Regions from separate parts of the Callithrix jacchus genome. Here region 2 is linked to region 1. The links are chromatin contacts, called in public Hi-C maps. All regions are on one chromosome and are shown on one strand. Each heading gives the region's core, a stretch centred on a gene start, on an enhancer-like site or on the middle of the called end of the contact. The rest is flanking DNA. Distances are from core to core; before and after follow the strand shown. Region 1 overlaps LOC128932313 (a long non-coding RNA gene). Region 2 has its middle 33 kb from the start of LYSMD4.

Region 1 (6,962 bases), core at 1,157-3,656:
CCTGTGTAAGTCTGCATGAAGTCTCCACTGTTTGAACAGTGCGATTCCCTGCTGAGCCCTCACAGATACGCTGCGAGCCCAGTAGCCCTCATCCGCTAGATTCAGCCGTGTCAGGAATGATGTGGGGTTTTTTTTTTTGTTATAAATTTAACTCCTTAGATGGATACATGGTGAGCCTCAATAAATACTTTTTAATCCATCAGTGCAAGGACTGGTTGTTGAAAGTCAGCCAAGAGAACAAGTTTAAATCTAAGCTCTGACATTCACAGCTCGGGTGACCTCAGCTTCTTTTTTGGAAATGAAAATGTTTTCTGAGCACTTTTTCTGTGCCAGGTGCTTCCAGATGTATCTCATTTAACCCTCAGAACATATCTCAGAGGAAGACATAATTCTTACAAGTAAGGAAATAGAGGCTCAGAGAGAGACTGGCTTTGGGCTCAGTATCTTTGTCCATTCTAGGCTTTCCATGCTGCTGTTCTAAGGCAGGGGAAATGGGAAGGGCTTTGCAACATTCGCACTGAGGCCCTAAAATATGAACTGGATCTTGGAAGACAGCTCCGCAGGCTTCATCCAGGCCATCTACCTTGCAAATGGCGGGCTGTGATTCCCACACCGCTGGAGTTCAGGAACTGCCAGAATCCAGAAGGCATTTTCTGTGCATTTCATGTAGTTCTCTATCAGTTGCCTTTATCTCCTCATCTACAGACTGATTATATAAAGTGTATCATTTGGATGAAATTAGATACATAATTCTGAATGCATTCTTCCTTGGAATAAATTATCTGAAGTTCAGTATTTTATTCTTACTAATAAATTCCAAGCAACACTCCTACTCATAGGCCTGGCCTTCCCGTGCCATTCCCTTTCCTTTCCTTTTTCCTTTTCCCTTCCATTCCCTTCCCTTTTCTTTGTCTTCTCTTCTCCTATCCTCTCCTTTCTTCTTTCCTTTACACAGAGTGGCACTTTGTCACCCAGACTGGCGTGCATGGTGTGATCTTGGCTCACTGCAAGCTCCACCTTTCAGGTTCAAGCAATTCTCCTGCCTCAGCCTCCTGTGTAGCTGGGATTACAAGCACGTGCCACCACGTGTGTCTGGCTAATTTTTGTATTTTGAGTAGAGATGGGGTTTCACCATGTTGACCAGGCTGATCTGAAACTCCTGACCTCAAGTGATCCATGCGCCTTGGCCTCCCAAGGTGCTGGGATGACGGGTGTGAGCCACCGCGCCCGGCCCCGTACATTTCCTTGCTGGCCACCCTGCACACTAAGTTGCCATAGCTGCCTGGCCATCTGACTTGTCACTTTTTCATCCCTGACCTGACCTAGTGTGTCTGCTTTTGCATGCCCAAGGGGTCAGATTCTTCCACAGAGGACAGCCTTGCTAGGTCCAGGTTAAGGACTCCTGCTCAAGCACATGTAAGATGCAAGCCTGATGGTGTCTGGGTCCTTCAGTGGTATTCACGGCAGCCTGCGGAGCTGTCTTCCAAGATCCAGTTCATATTTTAGGGCCCCAGTGTGAATGTTGCAAAGTCCTTCCCATTTCCCCTGCCTTAGAACAGCAGCATGGAAAGCCAAGAATGGAAAAAGAGACTGAGCCCAAAGCCAGCCGCTCGGGTCATGAGGTATGCCGGCTCCACATTGCTCCACGTGGCTCCATGTCTGTTGCCTCCATGTCTGTTCCAACCCAACTGGGCTGGTGCAAAAGGAGCTCAGGGGGTCCTGCTCATCACTGGATCCCTTTATTTATGCTGTTGTTTTAAAGAGAAAGGATCCCCATGAAACGTCAGCCACAGGAACTGGGGACCTGTCAATGATCCCAATAGGTAAGGAGGACTCATTTGCAGGGAGCTTGAGGGGACCTTTCTACCACTCACAGTGACCAGTAGGAACAGGACACAAGGTGATGCCAAGCCTGGCACAGCGGCTGAGTATCTTGACTCATCCCAAATCCCAGAGTAAATTCAGGGCACCTGAGGCAGCTGCCAAGTGACAGATGTCCTTTCAGAGCAGATCTGGACAAGGCCCTTGTTTATTTCTCTCCGTCACCTGCCCCTCCCTCTTTAAAAACCTGTGCATTTTGTCTTCTTTTTCCCACTTTTGTCCTTTACAGGAACATGAGAGCCACCTGGTGGAAGGTTTTATTAGCAATGAGGACAAGGGAGAGTTTGGCAGCTTGGCAGAGCTACAGGTTGTGGGGAAGCAGCTGAGACAACAGCCCGAGAGAGGCGATCTGTGCTTCCCTGGGCCACAGGGCAGGCTGACATATCAACTGCACAACAGGGCGTGGACCAGAAGGCTTTGCTCAGCGCGAGAGACAGGCTGGGTCACTTACTTTCTCACCACGCATGGGGGCTGAGTGGAGGCCAGCAGGCGAGGCTCTGAAGCAGACATGGCTGTCGCTGTGAGAGCAGGGAGCCAAGAAAACTAGCAACAAAGCAAGCAGCCTGCTCTTGGAGCCAGGCCCCAAGGGGCAGGTGTGGGGGCCTCCATTCAAGTGTCAAGTGGGAAAAGTTCAGGCACTTTGCAGAGATTCCACCAATCTTGTGTTGAAGCCAGGCCCCGATTGTGACAGCAAGGGGCCAGAGTCTTTTACCAAAAGGTAAAGGAGGGTACTCAGATGGGACAGGTGTGGCCAAGCAGTTCTACCACCTTGGGCGAGACTTCTCCTAACTGGGATTAGGCGCTCTCGCTGAAAACTCCACCCCTCCAGCAATCCTCTGCGATGGCCTGTGGTTTTCCTAATGCCAGTCCCAGGAAAATTTATAGCCTTAAACACCTACATATCTAAACAAGGAAAGAAAGTGTCCAGCTTAAGAAATTAGAAAAGGAGCAATAAACCCAAGGAGAGCAGGAAAAAAGAATATAAAGTTGGAAATTAATAAGCATAATGGTCATTTTGGGGGTGGGTAATGGAGACGAACTACCGTATAGCTTATTCCAGAAGTAAAGTTAGCAAGCGCGATCACACATTATACACGAAAAGGGCAAAATAAGCATGAATACAGAGACACTAATCATTCCAGAGGATTCTACAATAACCTAGACAAATACACTTGAAAACTTAAATAGAGGAAATGATTTTCAAAAAATATAGATGACCAAAATGGGCCTTGAGATAGAAAACTACGCAACAGACCAATACCCACGGAAGATGTTGAGAAAGCTTCAAAAAAATGACCTCCCAGCCCCACCCTCAAAATCTGTTAAGTTTAAATGGTTTCAAAGGTAAATTCTTTCAAACTCTCCAGGAGTTTATAAATCTGATACCATCTGAAGTATTTCAGAACGAGAAAAGAAAGAATCATTCCAATTTCTCTTTATAAACTGGCACAATATTCATACAGAATAATTAAGAAGAATGCAAATAAAAATATGTAGAAAAAAATTTTAATAAAAATTTTTTGCTAACCCACTACACATTCATTAAAATAGGCAAAATCCAGAGCACTGACAACACCGAATGCTGGTGAGGATATGGAGCAACAGGAACTCTCATTCATTGCTGGTGGGAATGCAGAATAGTGCAGACACTTTAGAAGACAGGCTGGGCCAGGCGCGGTGGCTCACGCCTATAATCCCAGCACTTTGGGAGGCTGAGGCGGGTGGATCACGAGGTCAAGAGATCAAGACCATCCTGGTCAACAAGGTGAAACCCCGTCTCTACTAAAAATACAAAAATTAGCTGGGCGTCGTGGTGCACACCTGTAGTCCCAGCTACTTGGGAGGCTGAGGCAGGAGAATTGCTTGAACCCAGGAGGCGGAGGTTGCGGTGAGCCAAGATTGCGCCATTGCACTCCAGCCTGAGTAACAAGAGTGAAACTCCGTCTCAAAAAAAAAAAAAAAAAGACAGGTTGACAGTGTTACAAATGAACATACTCTTATCAGACAACCCAGCAATTGTGCTCCCTGACATTTACCCAAATGAAATCTCTGTCCACAGAGAAACCTGCACATGAATGTTTATGAAAGCTTTTTTTCATAATTGCCCAACTTTGGAAGCAACCAAGATGTCCTTCAGTAGGTGAATGGATAAATAAACTGTGCTTCATCCAGACAATAGAATATTATTTCATGCTAAAATGAAACAAATATCGAACAATGAGAAGACATCAAGTGACCTGAAATGAACTTCACCAAGTGAAATAAAATGTTACAGACTGTGATTCCAGCCATTCGACATTCTAGAAAAGGCAAAACTACTGAGACAGTAAAAGGATCAGTGACTGCGAGGGGGTGGGCGAAGGGAGGGATGATTGGGGAGCACAGAGGATTTCTAGGGCAGTGAAACGATCTCTGTCCTACTATCATGATGAACATGTGTCATGATAACATTCGCCCAAACCCATAGAATGTCCAGCACCAAGAGTGAACCCCGGTGGAAACTATGGACTCCGGGTGACACCGACGTGTCCATGTAGGTTCATCGGTTGTAACCAGCATTTCTTTTTTTTTTTTTTTTTTTTTGAGACAGAGTTTGGCTCTTGTTACCCAGGCTGGAGTGCAATGGTGCGATCTCGGCTCACCGCAACCTCCGCCTCCTGGGTTCAGGCAATTCTCCTGCCTCAGCCTCCCCAGTAGCTGGGATTACAGGCACGTGCCACCGTGCCCAGCTACTTTTTTGTATTTTTAGTAGAGATGGGGTTTCACCACGTTGACCAGGATGGTCTCGATCTGTTGACCTTGTGATCTACCCGCCTCGGCCTCCCAAAGTGCTGGGATTACAGGCGTGAGCCACCACACCCGGCCCTGTAACAAGCATTTCATTCCGATGAGAGAGGCCAATGACGGAGGAGGCCATGCAGGTGTGAGGAAAGGGTTTATGGACAACCACGATACCTTCCACTCGATGTTGCTGTGAGCTTAAAATTGTGCTGAAATATGGTTTATTTTTTAAACTCAAAACTATACATCTATGCTAAAACGCTAAACAAAATGTGGACAAATAAAATCCATCTGTAAATGAAAAAATAACACACTGGGACCAAGATGAGCTGACTTCAGGAATGCGAGGCTAGTCCAATAAGAAGCTATTACCATCAGACTAACTCTCAGTCAACACCCCCAGGAAATGCAGTTCAACGCCCATTTCTGATTTTTTAAAATTAAAGAAGGAAGAATATATGTGTCAAGCTAGAAGCCATCATCAGGCTTCATGGTGAGTAACTAGAAACAGAATCTTTAAAGGCAGAAGCAAGACATGCCTAGTCTATATCATCACTAATATTTAACTTTAATTTAGAGATAAAATCCAGTGCATTTACACAAAAAGAAAAGAAGAATATTGGAGGAAAATGGAAAATTATAATTATTTACAGATGATTTATTATCATACACCACAATACAGCATTTTGATTTATTACTATATATACTATATATGATATGCTATTATACTACTATCATATACAGTAATAAATCATCTGTAAATGATGATTTTTCTATACATAGAAAACCCCAAAAATGCTGAGAACCTATTAGAAACTTGAGTAGAGGGGCGTATGTCACAACATCACACAAAAATTAATACCTTTTCTAAGTATTAAAAAAACTAAAAGGAAGTAAAGATCTTATTCACAATAAGAAATCCAAGAGAAAATTACCTCAGTGAAATATTTAAAGGAAATGTTCAGGGTATATACAAATAAAATCTCCCTATTCTACTGAGAGATATAAAAGAATTTAACTGAATAGCAAGAAAACTCACTCTTGGATTGCAATACTTAATATGATAAATGGTCAATTTTTCTAAGTTTATAAATTTAAAGCAACCTTAAAATAGCATACCATTGGGCCGGGTGCGGTGGCTCACGCCTGTAATTCCAGCACTTCGGGAGGCCGAGGCGGGTGGATCACGAGGTCAAGAGATCGAGACCATCCTGGTCAACATGGTGAAACCCCATCTCTACTGAAAATACATAAAATTAGCTGGGCATGGTGGCACATGCCTGTAATCCCAGCTACTCGGGAGGCTGAGGCAGGAGAATTGCCTGAACCCAGGAGGCGGAGGTTGCAGTGAGCCGAGATCGCGCCATTGCACTCCAGCCTGGGTAACAAGAGCGAAACTGCGTCTCAAAAAAAAAAAAAAAAAAAAAAATAACATACCATTGGGATTTTTGGGGGAGCCTAACAAAAAACAAAAACTAGAATTCATCCAGTTTCCAGTTTGGAGTAAAATAAATGGGCCGGGAGCAGTGGCTCACGCCTGTAATCCCAGCACTTTGGGAGGCTGAGGCAGGTGGATCACCTGAGGTCAGGAGTTCGAGACCAGCCTGACCAAGATGGAGAAACCCCGTCTCTACTAAAAATACAAAAATTAGCTGAGCGTAGTGGTGCCTGCCTGTCATTCCAGCTACTCAGGAGGCTGAGGCAGAAGAATCACTGAAACCCGGGAGGCAGAGGTTGCGGTGAGCCGAGATCGCACCATTGCACTCTAGCCTGGGCAACAAGAGCAAAACTCCAGCTCAAAAATAAAAATAAATGTTGAAAATAAATAAAATAAAGGTGTTGAATAAGCCAATAACATTGGGAAAGACGAGAGGAAAAATGGATTACTGATCTAACCGTACGAAAACCTATTATAAGGCTGCAGTAATGAAAACTACTTGGTATTGGCAGTACTTTGGTGAAACAGAATGGAAAGTCCAGAAAGAGACAAGAGACACAAAATAATTTAAGGTGGCATTGCAAAGCACAAAGGAAAAAAAATGTTCAGCAAATGCCTTGGGGACAACCAACAAACCATTAAAAAAAATCCCTGTTTACCTCACTTCTTACACCAAAATCAGTGCCAGATTGAGCAAAGGGTTCATTAATCCAGGTAAGTTATAAAAAGAAGCATGAATGTTTTTGTATATAGTTCTGTTAGTGCAGACTTTCCACGCAGGATATAGACTCCAAAGACTGTTAAAGACATAATTAATATATTTTACTACCAAAGGAAAAAAATTGCCCCCAATACTATATAT
Region 2 (6,962 bases), core at 2,547-5,046, 390 kb before region 1:
CGCGCAGCTCAGTAAGTGGCAGAGCTTGGCTTTATACTCGCGACTCGGATACCAATGATCATCTTCCCACGTCCGTGGCTCAGTTTCCTTTCAATGCAGGCTGCGACCTCTCAGTCCGGAAGGCCTTGTGTTCTGGCACTGGCCTTCATTGCGGCAGACGGAAGGAAAGCTGGCAAAGGGAATCACCAGTTTGCCTGATATGCCATGCCCTTGTCTCTCCGTGCCAGCTTCAACCTCGGAAGCCACACATACCTTTAGGGCCTCTGATATCTTCGGCGTCCCCGAGGCCCGTGCTGCTCAGAGCCTCACAGGTGCCGGTGCTTGAGAGTTGCACCTTGAAGCTGAAACTGCAGAGGGTTTTAAGGGCACCAGCTGCAAACATTTGCCCACAGTTCCGAAGCCCTCCACTGTGGAAGGCAGAGTAATGGCCCCAAAGGTATCTACCTCCTGTTCTCCAGAGTCTGTGAATTTGTTCCCTTACATGGCAAAAGGGAATTACAGTTGCAAGTGGAATTAAGGTAGATTAGTTGCACACAGACAGAAACACACGTTGTGTGTGTGTGTTGCTCACTGTTGTATCCCTAGCACGTAGGAAAGTTGCCTTATACACAGTAAGTGCTCAGTTTATCTTCACTGACTCAAGGAACTCACAACTTAGGAATCTATTTATTCCTCAAAACTCCTTAAAACTAGGGGATTCGATTCTCCATTTGACAGAAGAAAAGGCTGAGGATGGGGAGCTTAATGGGTTAAGGAGATTAGCCTCGGTTACCCAGGTGGACCCAATGCAATCACCTGTCCCTATAATGGAAGATCGGCAGGAGAGAGCGAACAGCGAAGGCAGGCAGGCAGCACCAGGGGGTCTCAGTCCAGTTTTTCTGGCTTTGAGGACAGGACGGGCCACAGAACAAGGCAGCTTCTGTCTAGCAGATGGAAAAAGCAAGGGACTGGGCTCTCCTGAGACCCTCTAGAAAGAAACACAGCCCTGCCAGCAGCTTGCTTTCAGCTCGGTGAGACCTCTGTTTACTCTTCTGACCTCCAGGACTGTACGATCATAAACGTGTGTTGTTGAAGTCACCACGTTTGCGGTCATTTGTCCCAGCAGCCCTGGGTCCAGTAACACAGCTGCCGCGGGGCTTGTGTCGGAGGCCTCGGCTGAAATGCACTGGGGGCCGGGTGGTGCGTGTTGGGTCTACTTGGCTTCTCATTTCCTTTCTGCTGTCTGGTTCTTTTCGTTATTCAAAGTGGGTGACTGGGGTCTCCAATTATTGTACAACTATTTTTCCCTCCAATTCTGTCCCTTTCTGCTTTGCATATTCTGCTAAGTGCTAAATGTTTACATATTCTTGCTGTATTGAATCTTTTCTCAATACACAATGTTCTTTGTCTCTTGTAACCTTGGACAAGAGACAGACTATTTAGACTGTTGAAAATCCTGAAAGTGTATTTGAAACACGCACGTGAAAGTGGCTTTATTTTTCTCAGTTGCTTTCAACTGTGTGCTGTTGAAAGTCCTTTCCCCAGGATAGAAGGTCTATTAACATAACCTAGCTTTATTCACTAACTTGGCAAGCACTTTTGGTCAGGCAGAGTTCTGTCTGTGCCCAGAGTTAATCAGCCTAACCCGCTGTCCCCAGGTCATCAGTGCAGCCTCACCTGGGTACTTGTTAGAAAAGCAAATTCTCAGGCCCTGCAGTCTGTGTTTAACCGTCTGGCTGGGAGATCCTAAGGTGTGATAAACTTTGAGAATCAGTGTTAACCGATCTGCAGAGAGATTTCTATTATTTCAAGAATTATATTTAAACATTTTTAATTTCTGGAAAAGATACTTTATTTTTTTGTGATTTTTAAGCTGACTTATTTTGTAGGCTCGGTTTTCATCATTCTACTGTCCTTTCCATCCCTGAAGTGGATTGACTTGGAACTGCCAGTGTTTTCTAATTTGGGAGTGTGAGCTGGTCTTAATAGGGACTTCATCTAAGGGAATCTTCTGTACCTTATATGAGGGTGGGTCCCCCAGAGTACTTTTGGATTTGCTTCAGCCTGGTGCTCTGGGGTGTCACCAGCCCAGGGCTGCTTTGCACACCCGTGTTTTGACTTGGGGTTTTTCTGGCCCACACATGTCATATACACCCTAAACCAATCACATGAGTATGAGCCTATGATGACAAATTCACAGCAGAATCATTTTTCCTATTTGGAGCCCAGGCCAAGTCTAATATCCCTGACATAACTGCCAGTGGGGGAACTTTCTTCTAGATGATGTTTACTGAGAGAGCATCCTGCCCTTGAAGGACCCCTCATTGGTGAATGTGGTGGGGACAGGTCCAACGCTTCCTCTCCAGTTACTCATGGCATTAAAACCCAAGTCCTGAGGCCAGGCATGGTGGCTCATGCCTGTAATCCCAACACTTTGGGAGGCCAAGGTGGGTGGATCACATGAGGCCAGGAGTTCAACACCAGCCTGGTCAATGTGGCAAAACTCCATTTCTACTAAAAATAAGTACAAAAATTAGCTGGGCATAGTGGTGTATGTCTCTCATCCCAGCTACTTGGGAGCTGAAGGATTAGAATCACTTGAACCCTGGAGGTGGAGGTTGCCGTGAGCAGAGATTGTGCCACTGGACTCCAACCTGGGTGGCAGAGCGAAACTCTGTCTCAGGAAAACAAAACCAAACCAAGCCCCTGAGTTAGTGAGAGGACACCAGTCCTTCCCAGGGCAGTCCTGGTGGGTGCGGAGCTCATGAACTTGTAGATCTAATTGTTAGTTCCTGGTTCATCTTTTGGCCTTCACTTTCTATAGGACTAACTCTGCATTCAAAGTCTGTTCTATTGTACTCAGCAATTCTGGGCATATTGCAGTGGGCGTGGCTTTCAGGTTACCTAGTCTCTCAGATTTCTGTAAACAGAAGTTCCCTGATAGCTTATTTTGAAATGTCAATCTCTTCCCTTCTCCACCCAGTGCAGGCCTAACCTGGTGTTTTCATCAATGGAGAGCGGGGTGGGGTGGTTGCACATGACTCTTCTGCCTCCTCAAACTGCTCTTCTAACGTGGGGGTTCAGGAAGAGGCGCTGGCAAGGCACGGCTGTGGTCAGCTCTCCTACTCTTGCTCTTCCGGTTTTAACTGCTGGTCCAGCTTACTGTCCACAGCTCCGCACAGGCAGGAGGTGACCAGATACCCTAGGCATTGATGAGGTTCAGCTGCCCCTGCTGACCCCCAGATGGTAGATTCATGGTGTGTTCTGGTGCCCAGGCCTCCTGCTCTGTGACCTGACCCTGTAGCCCTAGTCTCCTCTGTCGTCCAGGGCCTTCAGCCTGGGTCCTAGACACACGTGCCGCATCTATCTTCTCCCCTCTTGGATGCTGAGGACTCAAAGCTCCACTGTCATCCCCTCTCCTCTAAACCCTCTGTCCCCATTTCCTGTTTCCCTGGCTACAGGAACATGTGGTGATGCCCGTTTGCAGCAAACCAACCCGTGCTTAGAATTCCTCCAAACTCTCATGCTCTGAAGGCGTGTAAAAAGAATGCTCTGCAGAGGAGGAGAGATTTGTCCGTGGCCTTGATGTCATTCGAGATTCTAAGTGTCCAACTGGGGAAATAAACGTTTCCAGGTGGAAACAAAGGGGGCTGGAGAAAGCTGCCCACACCAAGCCCAGGATCTCTGTTTTGTGGGGTCTAGTGAGGGGCTCTCTGTCCCCACTGCTCCTTCCCTGCTCCAGCCCAGCTCTCCCTGAGGCAGATAACAGCAGGGAGAGGAGCTAGGGCTCTCCAGGTCAGGCTAGAGTCCTCAGTGGGAGCCTGCTTGGAGGTGGTTTTCTGCCTGAAAGCAGACATGGATGTGACAGCCCATGGATGCCAGAGTAGGGAACAGAAAAATGGTCTCGGACCCCATCTACAATAAAACTCTGTACAAAAGCCTCCCATCCAAGGGGCAGGTACCCAGAAAGTACCCCTTGTGCCTCTGCCGACAGCTGTACCAGCTTCATTTGCTGGAGGCGAAGAGGTGGCCACGTGGGCCTGGTCTGGCCGGTGTGGTGGGGTCTGCGCGCAGGACTGGACTGTGCAGAAACGTCTGTGTATTGTGCACAATTAGCCAAATAGCCTCTCCTCGCGGAACCAGTTCTTTCCAAGCAAACAGTAGATGAGTGGGCCCTGCGCCAGGGAGACAGATGACGGTGACGCTGTCGTGTTCCTCTGAAGCTCTTCTGGGGGACCACCCATCACAGCCTTTGCCTGCGCTGCTGGCTTTCAATTGCCCTGGGGCCAAACCCTGGAAATATCCTTGTTTATCTGGAGTTTGCTGGCCTGGCTCCTTTTCCCCCTCTCTCTCTTCTACCCTCTCCTCTCTTGGGAGCAAGCTGCCCACCCCCAGCCCTGTTCCCCTGAGCCCTGCATGTCAAAAAAGCCAAGGAGGTTCTGGCCTCAACTCAGCCCCGCTTAGAGGCAAATCGCCTCACCTGGGTGTAGAGGTTCTTCAGCTCTACACATTCCAGTTCCCCAGGGCCTGTGGTCAGCATCGGATGAAAGACTTGGGAGGGGGGAACTTGAATGCTGCTTCTGAAGGCTCATCCAGGGTGACAGCTCATCTCCCTCCTGGCTCTGGCTTCTCCCACCACATTGCCAGAGCCACTGCTCTGCCACTGAGGTTGGCCAGTCTGTCCCCCTTCCTGTTTACCCACCCCAGATGCCAAGTCTTTGGCAGGGAGTCCCATGCTGGGGCATGAGAAGTTTGAAGGATGAGGTGGAGAACTGTATCTACCAGGGAGGACCCTGCGTGAGGAAAAGATGAGACAGGGTGACACTCAGGAGATGCCACCTTTCAGGAGACGGACCTTGGAACGATGGCTTTTCCTTGGTAACTCTAGACTGCGAGCTGCCCTGGCCTCTCTCTGCTCCTGTGCCAGCCACAGGGATGTGAAGGTCGGGCTCTTCAATGTGTTGTTGCTGACAGGTGCCTGAGTACAGTCTAGAGGGCATCTGGCTCTGCTCTGTGACATTGATATCTGTGTAATTCAAGTGCTAGACATTTTGTTCCTGGGCACATGTCCCAAAGATTTGTACACAAAGGGACCAAGAAGTGATTTATCACAGTATTGTTGGGGACAGTGGAGAGTTAGAGGCTGGCATCCGTCACTGGGGAATGGGAGAGTGAAATGACAGATTGTCACATGGGTTACCCACAGCCACAAACAGGGTGGACACCCATCACTGTGGCTGCAGCCTTAAAATTGGCACTGAGTGAGGAAAGTAAGAAGCAGGACAAAATCTCTCACACCACATTTGTAGTCACCTGAAAATACAAACATACCATTCAACTTGTCAGGTTTCTCGAGTTTGCAGAGAAAAAGATAAAAGAAGCTTTCAGTGTCTCCCCATTGTTTGATGTTAGCTGTCTTTTTCATGGATAGCCTTTATTATGTTGAAGAATTTCCTTCTATACTTAAACTGTTAAGAGTTTTTTTTTATGTATAATTATGAAAGAATGTCAAACATTCCATCTGGAGTTAATTTTTGTATAAGGTGTCAGGAAGGGATCCAGGTTCAGCTTTCTGCATATGGCTAGCCAGTTTTCCCAACACCATTTATTAAATAGGGAATCCTTTCCCTATTGCATGTTTTTGTCAGGTTTGTCAAAGATCAGATGGTTGTAGATGCGTGGCATTATTTCTGAGGTCTCTGTTCTGTTCCATTGGTCTGTATCTCTGTTTTGGTACCAGTACCATGCTGTTTTGATTACTGTAAACTTGCAGTATATTTGAAGTCAGGCAGCGTGATGCCTCTAGCTTTGTTCTTTTTGCTTAGGATTGTCTTGGCTTTGTGGGCTCTTTTTTGGTTTCATATGAATTTTAAGGTTTTTTTCCAATTCTGTGAAGAAAGCCAATGGTGGCTTGATGGGGATTGCATTGAATCTGTAATTACTTTGGGCAGTATGGCCATTTTCACAATCCTGATGCTTCCTAACCATGAGCATAGAATATTGTTCTATGCGTTTGTGTCCTCTCCTATTTCCTTGAGCAGTGGTTTGTAGTTCTCCTTGAAGAAGTCCTTCACTTCCCTTATTACTTGTATCCCTAGGGATTTTGTTCTCTTTGTAGCAGTTGTTAACACTTACTTTTATATTCAGTCTCTCATGCTTGCTTTCAGTTTAATCTGTCTAGTTTCCTAATGTTGAAGATTAGGTTATTTACTTGATCTTTTTTGATGTGTAAGCATGTGTAGCTAAAAATATCTCTGAGCCCCATTCTAACTGTATGTAATAAGTTTTGGAGTGTGGTTTCATTTTCATTTATCTCAAAGTAGGCTCTAGTTTCCCTAACACTTTACCCTTTGATTTGCTGGTATTTAGGAATATGTTGTTTAATTTTCACATATTTGTGCATTTCCCAAATTTCTCCCTATTATAGGTTTCTAACTGAATTCCATTATAGTTGGAGAACATGTGTTGTATGATTTAAATCCCTTTACATTTATTGAGGCTTGTTTTATGGCCTAGCATATAGTTTATCCTGGATAATGATCTCTATGCACTTGAGGAGAATGTGTACTCTGCTGCTGTTGGGTGGAGTGTTCATAAATATCTGTTAAATACAGTAGATTGATGACATTGCTCTACTGTTCTAAGTTACTAATTGTTAGATCTTCTTGGTGGAGTGACCCTTTTATCATCATAAAATTCTTTCCTTGTCTCTAATAACACTTTTTGACTGAAAGTCAATTTTGTCTGACATTATTAGAGTCACTCCAACTCTTTTGGTTACTGTTGGTGTGGCATATCTTTTGCTATCCTTTTATTAATACTTTGAACCTATATGTGATTTTGAATCTAAAATGAGTCTCTCATAGACAACATAGTTGGATCATGTTTTTATTTTAAATCCATTCTGATAATCTGTGCCTTTTCATTGGAGAGGTTAATACATTTATATTTAATGTAATTACTGATAGGGGAGAATTTATGTC

The links. A called contact is a pair of places that touch in the nucleus more often than the background predicts.
Region 2: a Hi-C map of skeletal muscle shows a contact between it and region 1, with 6 times the contacts expected there. The contact joins two enhancer-like sites. A contact is called at or near these places in 2 of 3 Hi-C or Micro-C datasets (both in skeletal muscle).

Annotation. Positions count from the first base shown.
Region 1 is chr6:9,538,500-9,545,461 of calJac240_pri, reverse strand. It overlaps LOC128932313 (a long non-coding RNA gene), which reads left to right. Exons shown (of 3, transcript XR_008481976.2): 3 at 1-201. Among named protein-coding and RNA genes, the nearest start is that of ADAMTS17, 31 kb to the left of the region's middle. Within about 2 kb of position 2,406, at least 1 of the 16 cell types and tissues checked has an H3K27ac peak or open chromatin away from gene starts, as enhancers often do. A contact at or near this core is called in skeletal muscle, where this site is marked.
Region 2 is chr6:9,928,310-9,935,271 of calJac240_pri, reverse strand. No RefSeq gene overlaps it. Among named protein-coding and RNA genes, the nearest start is that of LYSMD4, 33 kb to the left of the region's middle. Within about 2 kb of position 3,796, at least 2 of the 16 cell types and tissues checked have an H3K27ac peak or open chromatin away from gene starts, as enhancers often do. A contact at or near this core is called in skeletal muscle, where this site is marked.